Linked DNA regions of Salvelinus alpinus: region 2 is linked to region 1. Evidence: chromatin contacts called from public Hi-C data. All regions are on one chromosome and are shown on one strand. The core of a region is the stretch at or near the end of the contact, and the rest is flanking DNA. Distances in the headings are between cores, read along the strand shown. Region 1 holds the start of LOC139581147 (nanos homolog 1-like). Region 2 holds the start of LOC139581149 (transcription factor LBX2-like).

Evidence for each region. A called contact is a pair of places that touch in the nucleus more often than the background predicts.
Region 2: a Hi-C map of red muscle shows a contact between it and region 1, with 10 times the contacts expected there. The contact joins the promoter of LOC139581149 here to the promoter of LOC139581147 in region 1. A contact is called at or near these places in 2 of 3 Hi-C or Micro-C datasets (muscle and red muscle).

What each region holds. Positions count from the first base shown.
Region 1 is chr7:51,735,731-51,741,698 of SLU_Salpinus.1, forward strand. It overlaps LOC139581147 (nanos homolog 1-like), which reads left to right and starts at 4,048. Exons shown (of 1, transcript XM_071410610.1): 1 at 4,048-5,968. The coding sequence starts at 4,180. The coding sequence ends at 4,860. The region is part of intron 2 of LOC139580223 (a long non-coding RNA gene); the gene reads left to right.
Region 2 is chr7:51,891,654-51,898,384 of SLU_Salpinus.1, forward strand. It overlaps LOC139581149 (transcription factor LBX2-like), which reads left to right and starts at 1,532. Exons shown (of 2, transcript XM_071410613.1): 1 at 1,532-2,331; 2 at 3,041-4,132. The coding sequence starts at 2,007. The coding sequence ends at 3,483.

The DNA of each region.
Region 1 (5,968 bases), core at 2,798-5,297:
TTTTTCCGCCTTACGTATTTAGGCTTGCCATAAGAAACGTTTTTTTAAATGAATTTGTAAACATTTCGAAAAACATAATTCCACTTTGACATTATGGGGTACTGTATGCAAGCCAGTGACAAAATCAAATCTCAATTCAATCCATTTTAAATTCAGGTTGTAAAAGTCAAGGGGTGTGAATAATTTCTGAAGACACTGTATGCTGTAAACTAATATTATAATACCAAACTATTAAACCAGTTTGCATGACAGAGCTTGGCGGAATCCCAGATGATTCAGCTGTTACAATAATAAACAATGGCATTCCGATCATTATTTCAAATAATCTGTTTTTTTGTCTTGATATTTACAAATGAGTTTCCCCAAAACCTTGTCAGTAGCCCTCACAAAGGAGTAGCTCATTTTAACAAAGAAAGTCCAATGAAAGTCAGCTGTAGACACTATTGTTAGATCATTATTTCTATGAGAAAGCACCATCAGATAAGGGAGACCATTCCCTTCCTCGGAGATAAAACACACCTGAAAAATACACGATGAGCACCAATGCTTCAGAAATGGCTATTTTTTGAGGCTACCAACATGACTATTTATGTGGCAGCCACAAGAGACAGCATGCCATGTGCTCTGCGTCATGTGACCAATCACCCATACAAATGATCATCTAAGACACACAGCTAAAGTAGGCATATTTATTAACTGCAGGCTTGGTTTCACTCCAGTTGTCCCTTTTCATTTGGGTTTCATAATGTGATACGCGTCATTCAAACAAATGCCAATAGGAAGAATTATACATTTACATTACATTTTGGTCATTTAAAAGATGCTCTTACCAGAACAACTTACTTCTACATACAACAGATTTGATATATGATTATAAAATGTAATTTGTGAATCAAATTAAGATTGTTGCAAAACATTTCAAACTTCAGCGAGAGGTATATACAGATGAAATTAAATTGCATAATTCATCTCCAGCACAATCAATGGGAATTTTGAAATGTAAATTCACATCTGTAATGGGGGAAATGGGGGAAATGTTCACACTTGCACTACTGGGCAAAACAATACGTATTGTATTGCAACGCAAATTAGTTACTGGGTCAGCAAATACCTGTTTGATGAGCTCTAATTCAGTTTGAGTCCCTAATCAATTTACAGCCACAGCCCCCATTCTAGCGCCATAGATCATTCAGTTGATTCCTTGTCTGATAGGCTCGTGCTACCTCAACGCAGCCAGAGAATTTTATATTAATGGATGAGTATTAATCCTCCTCAGTCAAAATCAAATTAAGTAATAATGGGCCCATGAATATTTTAGTTACACTGTCGAGATGCAGAAACACGGGAATCAAATCGGCTTGTAGGGTAGGCTCTATATTGCACTGGAAAAAGAGTCAAGGATAATATACATTATGTATGCATAGTGGGTAAAAGTTTGGGAAAATTCAATGGGTTAGATCCTCCAAGATCAATACCTTCCTCTCTTATGTGCGACTGGGAAAACAAGCTTCTGAAAACATTTATACCAACTATTAGTTCCTATTTTATTACTTTTCAGCTCAGTTAACAGCAAGGTATGTAGTTCTATTGAATTTCCTTAAAATAGATGTAATCCTCCAAATTGGACACGTTTCAACAACCTCCCCTGCACTTTTAATTAGAACTGCAGTCACTTATATGTTATCATTGTTTAAAGAGTCCTGCTCTCACATTCCAGACTCAGGTAGTTAATCATGGAGAAGGCTGGCAGCAGTTAGAGTAGATTACAGTACAGAATGGTACTCTGAGTTGCTTGATTGATTTTCAGGGATACAGTCTTTTTTTTTTTTTTTTTACCTAACTTCTGTTTCCCCTGAAAAACGGAAGTAAGGACTCCGCTCAGGCGTCTTTCTACGCCTGCTACGTTAGGTACATTTTACTGTGAAATGTATGCGATGTTTGATGTGATAAGAGTTATACGACTTCCTGATGATAGAGCAACATTAACAATTACATTATTTTAAAATCTACCCATGTTTTTGCTCATATTAGTGAACTTTCATGTAGAATAAACCTACATGTTTTATGCTCCCAAGTGGCGCAGTGGTCTAAGGCATTGCATCTCAGTGCAAGAAGTGTCACTACTGTCCCTGGTTTGATTCCAGGCTGTATCACATCTGGCTGTGATTGGGAGTCCCGTAGGGCGGTGCACAATTGGCCCAGTGTTGTTTGGCTGAGGGAGGTCTTCATTGTAAATAAGAATTTGTTCTTAACTGACCTGCCTAGTTAAATAAAGGTTAAATTACAAATAATAATTAACCATTGCAGGTATTTTGCTCATGTCATGGCTCCAGTCAATGTAAGTGGACACTTATATTCATTAGTAGGGTATGTTGTATGATCATAGGTTTCCGGTAGCGAACACAGAACCATCAAGGATCATGGGATGACTTTTTGGGGTTATGGGTCAACTGTTGCATTGCGCAGAAGCTTGATGATGTCATCCTAACTAGGATCCACTGGGCTCACACAGTCCCCCAGTGGCAGAGGAGTGAAATGACATGATGTTGTTATTTCAAAGGGAATGCAGTCCACAATAGAATACTAGCCTGATAATAGACTACTGGCCTGTGAGAGTGCTAGCCTAAATCCAATACCCTCTGCCTATATATCCCATTATACCCTGTCTTCCATTATACTTTCACATTATTCATTCCACTTGTGTACTTTCCAATTTACACCTGTATCTCTGTTCCATTTTGGTCGATCCATAAGATAAAGTTATAATGGAGGATGAGATTCTATTCGGAGACTTTTGTGTTTTGCGGATCCATCATTTTCCCTGCATGCACCTTGTCAACTCTGTATATGCTCCTGCCTCCCCGTCCTCCTCTCTTTGTTGCTTGAATATAGTCAAATATGCAAATGAGGACTATGCCACTGTATAAATGTGAGTGACATTTATCTGTGATCATTAGGGCTCTGTACTCAGGGAGGGGGGATTGGAGAGGGTGGCTTAAAGGGCAACACAGTTTGCCTTCATTCAGCCCTCAGCTTGTAGAACAATGTGGCTTGATGGAGGAGGTTTTTCACACAGTGCCAAAGCCACAGCAGGAACACTCTAAAAGGGGAATACCAAAGTAAATCTACTGACAACCTACAGTATGACAAGCACAGTAGTCTGCAATATAACCTACGAAATCACCACTACCCTTCCAAAATACACTGTAGGTCTACTAAATGGGGATAATCATGATATCAGTGACAAATATGTATCATTTAATTCTAATACTGTAGTTTGCTGTGGGGAATACCTTATGCCAATTTGGTTAATCATAAGTGTTACAGTATATCATAGTCACTACATCCATCCAGTGAAAGTTCAAATTGGCTAACCTTATATTGAACGACATAGTATGGACATAAGCCTACATATAACAGAAAATGATATGGCATTGCTGTTGTTATCATAGTATCCAGCTCATCGCCTATGTGAAATTGTCAGTGATATGACAAGTGTCAGGTGGGAAATGTTGTATCACTGTGGTAGAGAGGGTGCTCTAGGAACAAAGGGCTTGTGTGCGTGCATGGTCTTGAAAGGGTTCAAGTGTGCACCAGAAATGCGCACAAACATGTGTATGCAAGCTATTTGAGTAGGTTTTGACATCGCACCCAAAATGAACTCCCCATCCTCAATGTAGGCTATTAATACTGTGCTGCCCGGGACAAACAGAGAACGATGCGTTGACTGCTTAGCCAAATCCTTCCGTACTGTAAAGCTACGGGTGTACTGGCGTTCACTGCTCTGAACAGAGATGACTGGTGCGTAATGCAACCATTTCAAAAACGGTGAAATCAATAGTATATTTCGGTGTAGGCTTTGCTGTGTGATTATGATATGAGGGTGTTTTCCAACCAACCTCTGCCAGTTCGGACCATATTGGATTTGTTTCGCGCTTCCCAAACCTACCCTTGAAGAGAAAGACTGCGCTTCAACCTGATCATAAACTTGTTTTGAGAAGAGAGCCCCGCCCTCTTTTCAGCTTTCCCCGACTCCTTATAAACAGCAAGCCTGTTGTACAAGCGTTTAACACAAGAACACTGGAGCAGACCACAGTTCACCAACCACCCTGGAAACGAACTCTGGCAGTAAATTTCGAGGATTATATTGGTGTTTGTGCATAGAAACGAGAAACTATCATGGATTTTCTCAATCATAACTATTTGAGTGCGCGCAACCCATATGACTATACATTTAATTTTTGGAACGACTATCTGGGTCTGTCGACGTTGGTCACGAAGAATAACAAGCACATGATGCCCGAAAGCCCGAACTCCATCACCGAGTCCCTGAAAGCAACTCTGGGTTTGGATGACTCCCCAGCATGTGCGTGCGTAATCTCGGGCAGTAGTGAAGGCGGACACCTGGACTGCTGTTGTCCATCTGTGAGCCCCCTGCCTACCTCCATCCTGGACTTGAAGGAGCGCTTTTCAATTCTGAGCCCATTCCAAAACCAAATCGGTGGTGTCCCACTACAAGACCGGGACTTGGGCTTCGGGGGAAGCTTTGCAGGATTTGACCTGTTCGGAGTGGAGAGGAAGATGCGCAAGCCAACGTCGAGGAATAAACAGGAGCCCAAAATCTGTGTCTTCTGCAGGAATAATGGTGCACCGGAGGAGGTGTATGGCTCCCACGTTCTGAAGACACCGGACGGGAGGGTGGTGTGCCCCATTCTTCGCGCTTATACATGCCCTCTTTGTAGCGCCAATGGTGATAATGCGCACACAATTAAGTACTGTCCACTCTCCAAAGATCAACCAGCCCAGCGACCATTAAAGGGAGGGAGGGCAGTGGGTGGTAAACGAATGAAAATATTCTAGAGATAGATTTTTACACGAGCAAAGAAACTAAATTGAATTGCACTGAACAATTTTCAGATGACTGTTTCGATTGCGGCTATAGCATATCCCAGTCCTAACTGCTAAGGCTACATGATTTCGTAAACAAAAAAAATATACCGATGTTATTCTTTTTCCAAAATCTCTTATATTTTTATAGTTGCTTTATTCACATAGATTATTTTATTCGTTATACATTGAATTTATTTTCTGATAGTGTGTAGCTATTTGAGTGTTCATTGAAATTTACCTATATTCATAATCACAATGTGTGAATAAATGCTGAGTGTTTTGCGGGGAACATGGATTTAGCAGGGCGTGAGGGTGTGATTGTCATGTTGCCAGTAAGTTTTACTGTAAGCTTAGCCTACTAGCTATTTCTTTTGTCTTTGAAAACCAAAGTTGTGTATGCTATTAAACAAGCTAAGAATGTTCATGAATGAAAGCAATGTCCATTCAAGATGTCTGTAAAACAAGGTATGGCACTTTGAGGCCCACTCCTCTGTCTGCTACTCCACAACACAGTTTTAAACTTGCTCTGATTTAATATCTGTTGCATGAAAAAAACAAGACAATGAATTCTCTGTTATGGCCTGGTATTTTCTGTGTAACTTCATAGTCAATAATAGCCAAGCCAAATGACTTTCATCCCCCATGTCACACAGCAGTTGGTTTCATCACCCAGGCTTATGAATAATCATTACCCAAATAAGAGATACCCTTGATGTTTACATTACCAAGAGAGGGTAACACACTGGATATAATTGCTTGTAGGTATCTCTTTCATGCAGTCTTTTTTTTAATCAACAATGGCATGTTGTTTTTTTGGTCTACCCCCAAAAAGTCTTCAACAGAGGACTGCACTGGGGATTCAAGGAGTGCTCTGCAATAGTAGAGTCAGGAGGACAATTCACTTTGAGAAAACAGTTGGATAGCGCAAATGAATGTTATTAAACAAGCTTTTCTAAAAACCAATGTATTAGCCCCTTTTTGCATTATTTCCCTGAATCAATCCAAAAACATGCAAAACTATTGTGAATGTACGATGGAAAGTTGTCAGTTGCAGGACTACACATTTCTGACAGTTATG
Region 2 (6,731 bases), core at 282-2,781, 150 kb after region 1:
TGTCCCTTTTTTGAATTAATAGGCTAAGATTCTACATTTTTGGATAGTCTGTGTGCGCCATAAACAATGAACGTTTATATATAAAAAATATAATACACATTTCTCAATATATTATATTTTAATAAACGAAAATACAAATAACATTTCGCTGTAGGCCTAAGCATAAAGACACAATTCCTGTTAAACACATTACTTATTTGTAATTGCAATAGGCTATTATTGAAACCATTAGCATACATCTTCATACTTCAGATGAATAGTATAGGCTATAGGCTGCATAAAACAATTTTCGAAGATTATCGTTAAACCGATTTGAAAAATATTTAACGAACGATTAATGCATGCATATTCTAGGTCTACCATACTTGTTAGTGTAAAATTCTGAAGTCATTCTGCTCAATGGATATACAACACACAACCTACCTGCTCCTCGTTGCTGTCGAACGTACCCCTTTTTCATTCTATGATCTACCCTTACATGGTATAGCCCTTGCATCATCAGAATTTATTATTCACATCATTAACGAAGGGGAGAGAATGAGAGCGTGACAACTCTTCTGTGTCGCGTCTCTTTACCTGCGAGCTCAACATATCACAAAGTATTGTCACGCGTCATATTTATCAGCATGCTATTCTATGACATTTTATGGCGCATTATAGTGCAATTCGACACTGTCCTAAAATTCACTATTTCTCTCCTAATCATTCCCAGGTTGTCTCATTAGCTTCCTATACGGCTAGAATAGATAATAGTATAACTACTTAAAAATAATAATAATAATAAATCACCGATAACTGATGGGCAGAAAAAAGGTTAAAGGTTAAGGTTTTTCTTGAAGCCGTTCCTCTCCCAAAAGATCCAAAACGTATAAAGCCTATAACCTCACGACAGGAAGGATAACACGTCTATGCTTTGTGCTTGAAACTTAATGAGCATGCTAACATGGAATGTTCATTATAATGCAGGCTAACTTTTGTACAATGCTAGAAAACAGTTGTTAATAAGACAATGCACTCAAAACATAATAATAACACATTAGTAGCCTAATAATAATGCACATTTGTCACAAAATGGCATATTACTGTATTTGGGTTAGGCCTACCTACTATATTGCTTGATTTTCTGCAGGGGGGATTTCTAAATTAGGCTAGTTGTGCAGTGAGCAGAGTTTAATGTACCCTGGTCAAGCTTGTGGTTACTAGCACTTACATTATACACCTAACCCTTTTGTCTTCGAATCATAAGTGCTTTCAAATCTCGTATAATTTTTCATGATTAAGCTACAAATGGTGGCAATACTGAAACTTTTTTTAATGGTCAATTAGACGTACTGTGTACTGTAATAATAATACCATTATTCACAAGAATGCTTGTGGCATTGTTTAATGAGCATCAACTCCCTTCCCAGAGAAATACACGGGGAACATGTTGCCTGTGGGAAGGGGGGCGTGGGGTGAGGGTGATGGCTTGAAATGCATAAACATTTCAAGCCATCACCCTCTCCTCAAACATCCCCAACACTGAGGCGACACTCCTCCTATTCCCGCGTCCAATTAGTTATTTTGGTCTGGCCCTTTAAGACGCAGCAGCGGGTCAGCAAGTAGTGTAGTGTTTCTCTAATTGAACTTCGCCCAATCAACAATAACTCGTTAGCAGTTGCTTGCTTTTTCTTGTTCCTTGAGACAGCTTATTCCTCGCAGGAATCGCCCCCCAGCCACTACCCGTTAAACTTTCTAAAGATCTTCATGGAACTTCGCAGAGGTACTGTCTCTCTCTGGAAGGGAATACAATTCGGTTGCCTGTGAAACTGCAGCCTACGCCCGAAGCATGGTTATTTTGGAGGAAACATTTCAGACAAGTGAAGTTGCAAGATTCGACTGAAAGTGATACAAAAAAAAGTGGGGTGTGAAGAAGACGCGAATCGAAGGAAACACTCGTGGACGTTTAAACTAGCATTTGAATGAAATAATCAGCCTTTGTCAGCAGTAATTCCTTTGGATTGTCGATGACCTCCAGTAAAGACATGAAGGCAGGCTCCGTGTTGCAGTCCAGCAGCGAGGAGAGGAGACGGGGTCCTTTGGACCAGCTTCCACCCCCGGCCAACTCCAACAAGCCACTGACGCCGTTCAGTATTGAGGATATTCTAAACAAACCCTCGGTGAAGAAATCAGTTGCTAATCTCTGTCCACCGAGAGTTATTGAAAAAGTGTCCGGCTCAAACGCAGCAAGGAACGGTATTACCACTCCTTCTTCGCCGTTATGCGCTCTGGAGGAACTAGCCAGCAAAACATTTAAAGGTCTGGAAGTCAGCGTTATACAAGCAGCTGAAGGTAAGGATTTCAATAGACATGACGTTTTAATAATGTACATGTACAGATTCAGTTAGTGATTGTATTAACCAAATATGCATAATCTCCAATAGCTATTGTTGATAGCCTATTGGTTGTGTGAACTGTTGTCAAACTTGTGTTTTTTAAAGGCATTGCAATAGGCTATGTCTCAAGCTATTGCTAAGCCTAAATTCCCCAAACAATCATGCCTGTGCGATGCAATCTATCCGTGGCTATTATTTCAGCATTTGAGTTGATTTGTTAGATACTAAACACCAGTATAAGGAAACCTGCAATTTATTTGGCTGGCAAAGCAGGCCTCTAAACCGACATTCTCTATTGTGCTTCCTGGTGTAACATTAAATTAAGTTGCAACGTTTTATAGGCTGTTTGATTTAGTAGAATTATATTTATTTAGATCCTGATATTGACAGCCATGTTAATCCTAATGATGCATGGGCAATGTAAAACATACATGTCATTCATTTCATATGGCTCTATGGAATGCTGCCCACAAGTTATTACCAAACCATACCCATCACCACAATTGGCCATACACAAAAATAGTTTGCATCTGCTTTGCATCTGTAACCCTATTAAAAAAAAGCCTCAATAACAAAGCTGCTAATCATGGCACACTTGAGGACGTTTGTAGACATGTTGTTCTGATATTGTTTTGGAGAGTGACTGTATTTTGGTTTCCCTAAAGGTCGTGAGCATGTGAACGCCTTTGGACAGAGGCAGACCTCAAAAAAGAGGAGAAAGTCCCGGACAGCTTTCACCAACCATCAGATATATGAACTCGAGAAGCGCTTTTTGTACCAGAAATACCTGTCTCCGGCCGATCGAGACCAGATAGCTCAGCAACTGGGGCTAACCAACGCTCAGGTCATCACCTGGTTTCAGAACAGACGGGCCAAGCTCAAGAGAGACTTGGAAGAGATGAAAGCGGACGTGGAGTCGCTCAAGAAAATACCACCACAAACCCTGCAAAAGCTAGTCACCATGGAAGAAGACATTGACGACCCGCAAGGAAGCATCTCCCCGTCGTCACAAGGACACCGAGCATTTCCACAGTCCCCCTCTTCATCCAGAGATCAAACCACGGACGAATTCTCAGAGGAGGACGAAGAGATTGAGGTGGACGATTGACAGTAGGCCCATGTTTTAAGAAAGGGCATTTTTAACTTTTGCACGGATATTGACGACGGGAGAAGTGAAACTAAAAAAGGAAAGTTTACTTTCTACTCTTCTCCATTTTAATTTATTAATAGGACTGTAAAGCCTTCTCTGTTTCAATTTCACCAAATTATTTGAGGAATAGCCTACATCTTTATTTTAATTGGATATGAAAAATACTTAGTGTTTTGGTACAGGATCATGACTGCAAAATGTGTATGTACATTTAACGCTGGGGGTGGGGGGCAATTATTTAACTTTTCATCCACATTCAGCTGCTAAAGGACATCAACCAAAAACTCGAATGTGCCCAAGGTTAGGCCCACGTCTTCTACAAAATGCCCATAACTGAAAAAAAATGTATTGGGCTAGATTAAAATTGGGGTCTAGGATATGTATCGATCTTGATGTAGGCTATATTTCATTAAAAAAAAGACAAATGCCAATAGCAGTCATGTAAAAAGCCATTATCATTATCCAGTTGCAGACATATCGCCAAATTTTTTACATGCATAAGTTAGGCTGTATATAAATTCAATAACTAAACATCATATGCCTAATTTTATTGTACCATTCTATTTAACCAGCATTATGTAAATAAAGGGTATGGTATTTCATGTTATCTGTGTCTCGATGTGGATCGGTTTAACCTACAATTTGTGAGATAATACAATAAGGCAACAGTATCATGAACATTTATCTAGAACGCAATATTGTTTTACTTCTGGTAACATCAAAGTATTGGTTAGGCCTAGTACACCGGATTTGGACCTCTGAATATCCTTCTGTTGACAGAAGGCCTACTCTACTGGTCGTTGGGCGTAAAGTGGCTCAATTAGCGGCAGTTAAACAAGTTCTTCATTTTTACTCCCTTAGCAGTTGTCACAAGATGGTAAGGACCCGGGGCTTCGTAAAAAAAAGGTTGCGAGCACTCCACTGCCATATGGTTTCTGAATCGTCTAACACAAACTAGTCAACATGATTGATTAGGTTAACCCGTCTCACCGTACATAAAGTTTTCACTGAGCCGGCAGCAATAATGGGACGCATCTGCGCCTCTGAATAGCAATTTAGAAAAACGTCCATGAATAGCAATTGATTAGCATGGGGGTCCTAATGAATACATCTCAATAGGAGGCAGTGGAAATAGGAGGGTTGTTGTCTTTCTCCCCTGCATCCTTGTTGTTCCAACTGCAGTCTGCTTGAATAACCTTCGGTCCATATGTAACACTTGTAACCAGATGAAGGGGGCTTCTTCAGACAGGGAGAAGACGGAACGCCAGTGCGCACAATTGGTGTAATCGCTTGGAATCATTGGGGTTGAAAAGTCAACTCGATTTTTATAGGTGCATTGTGGAGCGGCTCTGCCAGAACTGGACAGATAGGCCAATATTTTTTTTTCTCGGCTTGGGTAAAGAAGTGTGACCCACAACGCGATGTAAGGCATCTGATCCACTGCTTGCCTCAAATGTTTTCTCTTATTTTGAAGGGAAAAATGTTTTGCAGTCTAAATAAACGATGTTGGATAAGCTTTAATACAAATCCATAAATTATACATACGTGTGTATGTGGCCAATAAAACCAAGTATTCGTTTAGAAAATTATGAATATTATAGAGCATGTTATCACAACATTACCTTAGTCTACCCACGTTAAATCAACGACTTTCATTTGACGTTTTTCATACACAAAAATAGTACCACGAGCGGGCCGCTGGGAATTCTGCAATTTAATATTCTCTCAAACGAAATGGTATAAGGTTATGCAGTGTTTCTTGAGACAAAGTCTGTTACAAATGCTCAGGTGTGAGATTTCATTAATCCTTTTAAATCAAACCTGTGTCTGTATCAAGCTTTTCAATAATACTAATATTAAATAACCATAGCAATACTTATTACTAGTATCGATGAACAAGCTATTTTGTGCTCAACTGGTCAAGGGCACTTTACATTGTGCCTCAAATACCTATGTATTAACATAGTTGTTACATTGGTAGGTACAGTAATTACAGTAGAGGTACACTGTTAAAGTACTTAAGCTTACAACTGTTTTACCTGGTTGTGGCATGCAAAATGTCAAGGATTTGCAAATGAACACTAATGGAGAGTGACAAATTAGTGATCTAAAATTGTAATTAAACGGAGATGGTTTAGCCACATTTGAGTTTTTTTAGGCTTACATATCCAATGCAAGTAAGAGAGATTACCATCCCACGGCCCATGATGACTTTGGCGACAACACCACTGCGCTTGATGGTTAAAATGTATTCACAGATGCACAATTTATGTAGTCGGCTATGTACTTCTGTTATTGGTTGAGGTGGTGTTTTATGGTACTTACTTGGAGATTGGTAACACTGTATTTTTACTTAAATTACTTCAAAGAATTCGACACAAGTGGTAACTGTGATACCAAATGGTGCATGTTTTAGTGAATCCAAAAAACAAACATTGTATCATTAGCATATTCACCATAATTTAAGTAAATAACTGGTCATTTCTTTAGCATACTGTACTACTGGATATGAATTTCTTCACATGCAGTCTTAGTTATTACATGAAAAGATGCCCTTTGTTATAATGCATCAGTTGGTTTAAAGCCCAAATATACTGTGCTACAAAAGATGACATGGAATATTTGGTGTCAACACAGGGCATGACTGAATGACATTGAGGCTCTCAATGGCACAAATCTCCCTGTATGATTGTTGAGTCATACTATAAAGTCAGGTGGCAAAAGGTAAATGATTCTATATTATTCTGTAGTCAAGCAACACCATAGCTCCACTAATAATGTCCCTCAAAGATTGCCTGTCAACCTAAAAGTAATGAATGAATCAAGTCTGCCACCTAGTGTTGCTTAGTGGGATGTTATCACTTGCAATAGAGCACAACAGCTTGTTGTCCTAAAAACCGGAAAGGAGTTACCTCTGGTTTGTTCAGCCATTCCTATGGGGGAAATTAAATGGGGAAAGAATGGGGTTTTGGGATAAACGCCAAAAATAAGGTCTGAGGTTAACGCAAGCTTAGGAGATCTTATGTTTTGTTCAATGAGATATCAGTCAGTTAAACATGACCTTTATGAATTATGAAGCCTTTTGTCTTTTAGCTTGTTTTGAGTACATACATGTTTGAAAATTCAAATTGTCTTTAGATGAAGATTCTCAGAGCAAAACAAGATCTAAGCCTGTGTTTACTACAGACCACATTTTCACTGTTTAT